Linked DNA regions of Danio rerio: region 1 is linked to region 2. A link is a contact called in public Micro-C data. All regions are on one chromosome and are shown on one strand. Each heading gives the region's core, a stretch centred on a gene start, on an enhancer-like site or on the middle of the called end of the contact. The rest is flanking DNA. Distances are from core to core; before and after follow the strand shown. Region 1 has its middle 160 kb from the start of bcl11aa. Region 2 holds the start of bcl11aa (BCL11 transcription factor A a).

What was found. Hi-C and Micro-C count contacts between places; a contact is called where the count stands out from the background.
Region 1: a contact with region 2 is called in a Micro-C map of caudal fin, with 5 times the contacts expected there. The contact joins the enhancer-like site here to the promoter of bcl11aa in region 2. A contact is called at or near these places in 2 of 18 Hi-C or Micro-C datasets (caudal fin and hematopoietic stem cells) and 2 of 4 datasets of contacts at active chromatin or transcription factors (caudal fin and embryo).

What each region holds. Positions count from the first base shown.
Region 1 is chr13:29,231,343-29,234,830 of GRCz12tu, forward strand. It overlaps a transcript of pdlim1 not described here. Among named protein-coding and RNA genes, the nearest start is that of bcl11aa, 160 kb to the left of the region's middle. Within about 2 kb of position 1,814, at least 5 of the 62 cell types and tissues checked have an H3K27ac peak or open chromatin away from gene starts, as enhancers often do. A contact at or near this core is called in caudal fin, where this site is marked.
Region 2 is chr13:29,069,515-29,072,984 of GRCz12tu, forward strand. bcl11aa (BCL11 transcription factor A a) reads left to right here and starts at 1,995. Exons shown (of 3, transcript NM_001040391.1): 1 at 1,995-2,154. The coding sequence starts at 2,100. It also overlaps a transcript of pdlim1 not described here.

The DNA.
Region 1 (3,488 bases), core at 564-3,063, 160 kb after region 2:
GTGTAATCAAAGCACCCGCTGACTGCCTAAAGCTCAGTTGTGTGCAAATGCTGCAGCGCATGCCAGAGTGTGTGTGTTGTCACATGATGTGCGTTTTCAGCGGTGTAGTGTGGACATCAATCGTTGTCGTTCTAAAACGTCATTTTAAAACTCAAAACGTATTAGTGTAAACGGGTCTTAGGCAAAGTTATTTTGATGGTGACCAGACAATTTCACCCTCTTACAGCTTTCACCCCCTATTCATTCATTAATTCATTCATTCATTCATTCATCCATTCATTTTCTTTTCAGCTTAGTACCTTTATTAATGAGTCGCCACAGCGGAATGCCCTTCTAGCTGCAACCCATTACTGGGAAACACCCATACACACTCATTCACACATACACTACGGACAATTTAGCTTTCCCAATTCATGTATAGTGTGTGTCTTTGGACTTGTGGGGGAAACTGGAGCACCTAGAGGAAACCCAGGGAAGTGCCCAGAAATGGCAACTGGCCTAGTCGGAGCCCAAACCAGCGACTTTCTTGCTGTGCTACCCACTGCGCCACTGTGCCGTCTTCACCCCCTATATATATCATAATGTTTTCATGTGAAAGAAAACTGATTATAATACATTATAACTTTTTTTCACATAAAAATGCTCCAAAACTACACATTTCATGCGTGTTTCAGAAGGGTTTCAAATGAGCTCCAAGTGTGTATTACGTGTAATTTTGACATGTGCTCTGTGTTTTTTTCTGTTAGGACAGTATTTATTGGTTTTCATTATATGGACAAAAGTGCAATGGAAGACAATGGGAAGTAAAGCAAGTAAGTGAATAATGACAAAATCTTTATTTTTTTCAAGGCCTGTCCCTAGCATTGAGTTATATTATTACAATTAGCATTTCCTACCCATAGGGCATTCTCTCTCTCCTCTCTGCTGAGGCCTTTTACTGCATATTCAGCATATAAAACACTGCATTAAAAAGTGAGCAAACAATGCACAGCTCATGGATGCTAATGCATGGGTCAGGGGGACGGCTGAGGAGAGACTACTGATTCCGGGTGACACAGGTCAGCGAGAAGGACAGCGTTCTGTCCACGGGGGATCGACCGCTGCCTCTCCGCAGGGCGCATCCCAGACTGATTTGCATGGTTGTGTCCAAATGTATGTGTATGTGTATTCGAACGGAAGATCCAGGGAGCAGGAGGTTATTCCGATAAGCCTGCGGATGGGGCTGCTCATGCAGTCCGCTTTGCACAGGTCATCATCATCCTCATTAGAATTATTAATATCTCAGATGGAGGCACGGGGGGTGCACTGATGCGAGCGACTCTTCTCATGCGTTATGACAATGCCTGTCCCCTGTGTCCGGCCCTGGATCCAACCGGATCCGATCGGCTTGAGTCGGCCGACGCTGCTGAGATGATGCGGTCAGGGTGAGGGGGAGAGAAAATCATGGGTGTTAGTGCATCGCACGGCCCGGCCGCAACCCACAGGATATGCTGAATCCAGCATTCATTCCTTTCATGTCAACAAATGGAAAAAAAAGTTGCATGGCATTTGCATTAATAATCCGCATGCATTTGCCAGCTTTTACATATCATCTCTACAGATATGCGTATTCATGGGACGAGAGAGCGGGAAGAAAGAAATGTTTGCGCTCTTAATTGCTCAACACAAAAGCAGCAGCTTTGTAAACAAACGTAAACTCGCTGATATATTTGCATATTCATGTGGTGAAAGTTTTTTTCCCCTCAGAAGGTGATGAGGCTTGAAGTTATTTATTTTCTTTGACAGTGTGCATCTTTCAGTTAGAGGCCACCTTTTATTGTTTTGGCTCATTTATCACATGCACACATGCACACACTCACGCACACACCTTGTTCTATCCCCCACACATACCTTTTTATTAAAGTATTTTGGCTTTTCTTTAAAGCTTAACAGTGCTGCTACTAGGTTTTGAAACCAATAAAACAGAAACCGCACTGACACACACGTACACATAAACAACTAAATCTCTTTCTCAGCATATTATGCCTCTATTGTATGTGTCTTCTGTTTACAGTCAGTGTGTTGGCTGATTCTGCCTGATCGTGAGCCTGTAGTTCTGGAATCTGTCCACCAGGGTGTGTTTTAGCAGTCTTGCATGTCTTGGAAGGCTGTCAGAGCTAACAGAGGCCATAGGTCACTATTAACTCATCACTTTTAGAAAGAGTAAAACGTGGAATGTGAAAGAGTGGAAGTGCATCACAGTGCTCTTATCACCCATCTGCAAACCTTGACAAACATTCAGCAGAATCTCCCTCACATAAAATCCCCTCATATAAAAATTACATTATATTATATTATATTATATTATATTATATTATATTATATTATATTATATTATATTATATTATATTATATTATATTATAACAATATGTTATATATTATATTATATTATATTATATTCTAACAATATGTTATATATTATATTATATTATATTATATTATATTATATTATATTATATTATGTTATATTACATTATATATTATATTATATTATATTATATTCTAACAATATGTTATATATTATATTATATTATATTATATTATGTTATATTACATTATATATTATATTATATTTTAATGTATGTTATGTTACATTATTATATTATATTATATTATATTATATTATATTATATTATATTATATTATATTATATTATATTATATTATATTATATTATATTATATTATATTATATTATATTATATCCTGACTTTAACAAAACCTTCACTTACCCCAAAATCACAACATTTTTTAATGTATATGGTCTACATTTCTTTTCTTAAACTCCATTATAAATGTATTTCATAACTGTGTAAACAATAAACTGAGCTGTGTTTTCACATTAACTCACAAAATAAATTAACATGCACAAATGAGGTGTTATTAACTTTGCAACTAACTGGTGAGGTAGCTAACTTTTTGTCTTTAAATCAAGTGTAAGTTGTTGATTTCCCAACACTGCCTTAAATAATAAAGCACAAACAATGTCAAATCTAAACTTACTAGCAGCAGACAGCAGCCAGTACAGGCAAGTTTAATCAAGCGATGAGTGACATTTTCCCGTACTTCTGACAAGTGCCTCTTCAGCACATTCACACCTTAACTCAGTTATTTTAACCTCTCATTCGAAGCCCTTATCTGGATTTCTTCAACCCATCTATGATATTAAAAACCTATTGGTGTGGAGAGAACTGCACCAGATTGCTCAGAAAGGAGGTAAAGACTAACTTAAAAACAACCAAAACAAAACACTGCAACCTTCTGTTCTAATCTTCAACCACACAGTTAAATATAATTGTTTCAGTCTCAGACCGTCTTTTTGATGCACCTTTTAAAGTGAAGCTAAAACTTTTCACTTTTGCACCATTTGCGTAGTCACACATACTGTACTTATAGACACACAAATTAGCTAGCTGAGTAGTTCCGATCCAGCACAAACTCATAGTAAAA
Region 2 (3,470 bases), core at 745-3,244:
TTTTAGGTAGCCTACACGGTGATGTATCGAACAAAGTTTAACAATGAAGTCTTTCTGTGGGATACATAACACAGAAAGCACAATCTCTGTCAAGAATTCCTTAAACAAGTTCGTGGACATTAAAAAGTAAAAAGTCCCACTTTAAAGCCCAGAAGTGTTTACTGACTGAGAATTTTCTTTAGTTACTTTTTATCATCCACAAACCGCCTGTGCTTGTGTTTTAAAGAAACCAGTTCAATTAGCATATCTAAACTTAACATAAGAACTGTTTCTTGTTTTATATTGAATATTGTTCTTTTCTTAAAGCAACACATTATTTCTGAAACGGCATTCATGCGCGGAACTCTTAAAAGTGCTAAATGTATCTAGCTCCTTTTGTGCACGCTGAAAATAGTGCGCTGCGTCGAAATGATATCAAAGGCTGGAAATACAAAATTCAGATCGATACGGTGCTTTTAATCATATGCACTTGTTGAGAACAATGACCTGAAAAGCATCGGCACAGTCAGTGTGGTACAGTCGAGCGGATCCATTGGTATTCCCAGATAGATCTCGCGCAAAGTTGACCTTTTTACCCAGCACAAACCTGACTCAACTTTCGCGTTAAGATCTGACACCTCGCGTCGGAAAAAAACACACGCGCACCAACACAGCGATCAGTCTTGGTCCAGAAACAAAGATGTCAGCGTATAAGCCTGCAAAGCAGTTTCACTCACTCGCTCGCGGGTCACGTATTATCTCCAGCATTCGGCTTCAACTCCGATCGGTTCCCTATTGAATTGTGCCTTTTCCCCGCAGACTGTCACTTGTTCACGCAGCCTCTGCTTTCTCTGGAGTAGTCGCTATAGTCTAGTTGTACTTCTACTAGTTCGCAGGGGTGTCTCTCTCTTCCTCCCACCTCATGCATTGAACTAGCTTGTCATCGCGTTCGGTTATACGCTTCATGTCTCTTTAATTTCGAATGCATCAGCGCTGTTTACAGCATCTTTATATTTCTAAATCCACGCGGCGGTTTACTGACACCCCCTCCTCCCCCCAGTCGCCATTCTCTATAATCTGAACACATCTGAAAGTTATTACCCCGTCCCCTTTCTTTCTAGTGGGCTGCTCCCACAATCTATTCGTCAGTGTGTTGTTATATTTTTACAATTACACTCTTGTAGTATTTAAGTCCCACCTACATCGCGCGCAGAGCGCACGAGCAAGTATCCCATCCCGCTTTATGTGATGTGCCTTAAGTTTCTCTGAGCTGGAGGAATGTGGCAGCGCACGCGGCGGTTGAACCCTGCACATGCCCCGGCTCGGAACCTGTCTGTCCTGTTCATGCAACCCGATCGTGTCTCGCTGAAAAGCAGCTACCTTGCGCGCTACCTTTGACTGTTTGACCAGGAGTTGAGTCAGTGTGTTTGAAACACCATCAGTGTCCACTACGAAACCTTAAATGCGAGGCTCCTCTCTCACTGTCTTTGTATATATAGCACGTCCGGCCCCCTTGAATCTCCTGTCCATTGGCTTTTCGTGCTCTGTTTTCCTGCGTCCACCCCCAGAGCGCGAGCGCGCGCGGACGCACACACACACACACACACACTCCGCAGCGCACATTGCTTTCATTAAACATATCTCCCCCTCTCTCTCTCCTTGTGTGTGTGCTTGTCTCTCGCTCCCTCTTTCTCGCCTCTTGTCCGGCCCCCTGATCTTTCTGTCCATTGGCTTCTTCGGGTCTATTTTTCATGTCCAGCCCCTAATGAGTGTCCATTGGTTTTGTTATTTCCACTCCCTCCTCCTACTCCACGGCTTTGCCCTGCCCATGTTCTGTATGTCTGTGTCCATCCATCTCCTGACGTTCAAGTTCGCAGGGACGTCACGTCCGCACTTGAACTTGCAGCTCAGGGGGGCTTTTGCCATTTTTTCATCTCTCTCTCTCTCTTTTCAAAAAAGCCATGACGGCTATCCCACAATCCATCTTCCCTGCGCCATCTTTGTATTATTTCTAATTTATTTTGGATGTCAAAGGCATTGATGAAGATATTTTCTCTGGAGTCTCCTTTCTAACCCGGCTCTCCCGATGTGAACCGAGCTGAAAGCCACCACCAACCACCATGTCTCGCCGCAAGCAAGGCAAACCCCAGCACTTAAGCAAACGGGATTTTTCGCGTAAGTAAAGACAAATATATGTTGTGCCCGTTGCCTTTACCTGTTTTTTGGCTGCGTTGTGTAGCGTTGAGTTGCTGGAGAGGAGCGTAATTCTCAGGGAAGACACACTGGACATTGGACAGCGCAGCGCCGATCAAGTGGACTTTAGCGAAGAGAGCGTTCCCATCTCTTGAATGCCTTTACGCGCACCGAATCGCCAAAAAGTTTGTCTTCCATCGCTGTACTTGGAGAAGTTCGTGTCGACTCTGTGTTTAGGCGCATATGTCTTGGCTCTCGTGCCCCAGTCGCTTTGACCACTTAAGAGCAAACGCTCACATATACCGGACCGTGGTGGGTATATGCACGCGTGCTTTCGCTTGCTTATTTACTCTCACATCTCGTGGAGTGTCCCGCAACGCTGTCTGTCTGTGATTCTGGGCAGGATTTCCCCCCTCTCGCACTATTTTTGGAAGATTTTCAAAGAGTGGAAGCGAATTTTGATTGGGAAAAATCTCGTGTCCGACTGTTTACAAGCGCCGCGTGCGCTTACTACCCACTGCCAGCAAATAGAGCACGATAGTCTTCTGCCTGAGACTAACAGCGCAGAGTAAGACATCTGCATATAGCCTAATATCGTTTCGAGTTTTACACATTAACGCTTTTCTAACGTTTGAAGCAAAACGCGGTTGTGCAGTATTTGTGGGCTTTCGCTGAAAAGCAGTAGAAGAGTATTTTACGTTACGCTCTTTGCCGTTTCGAGTACATTTGCAAGGAGAGAAATACGATTTCTATTTAGGCCTGATTTTCGTCTTAAATGTCGTTGACAAAGGTAAGACGAAACCTAAATATAATGCAACTATTTGGATACAAATGTATCGAGAAAACCAGGCTTTTTATGCATATATTCGTAACACACTAACCTACTGTTCTTCCAGAGATCATGTTAGTTGACACACTAAACGTGCTTTGAAGGACTGTGATAAGTTGCATTTTTCTAAATAAAGTATGCTTCAGATTATATGAACCTGAAATGTTGTCAGGAGCTCGACGACACAACCATTTAGCTTCTATCTTTTTGATGTTTTAGTTTTGATGTCTGAAACGTAAATCTTCAAAAGCATTAGTCCGCGTTTTAATAGATAAACGTGTTTGACACAAATCCTGAGTTGTTGTAACATTGTAAAGTATCGTGTAACATTATTGGGTTTCCACACACAGGCTGTGGATCTCAGCGCGGGTTACTCTGCGCTTTCGCTGCTGCACGTGTCCGAAATCCACCGCTAGGGGGCACACGACGATCATAAACTAGACTCGAACCCGATCAGTTTCAGCACTAT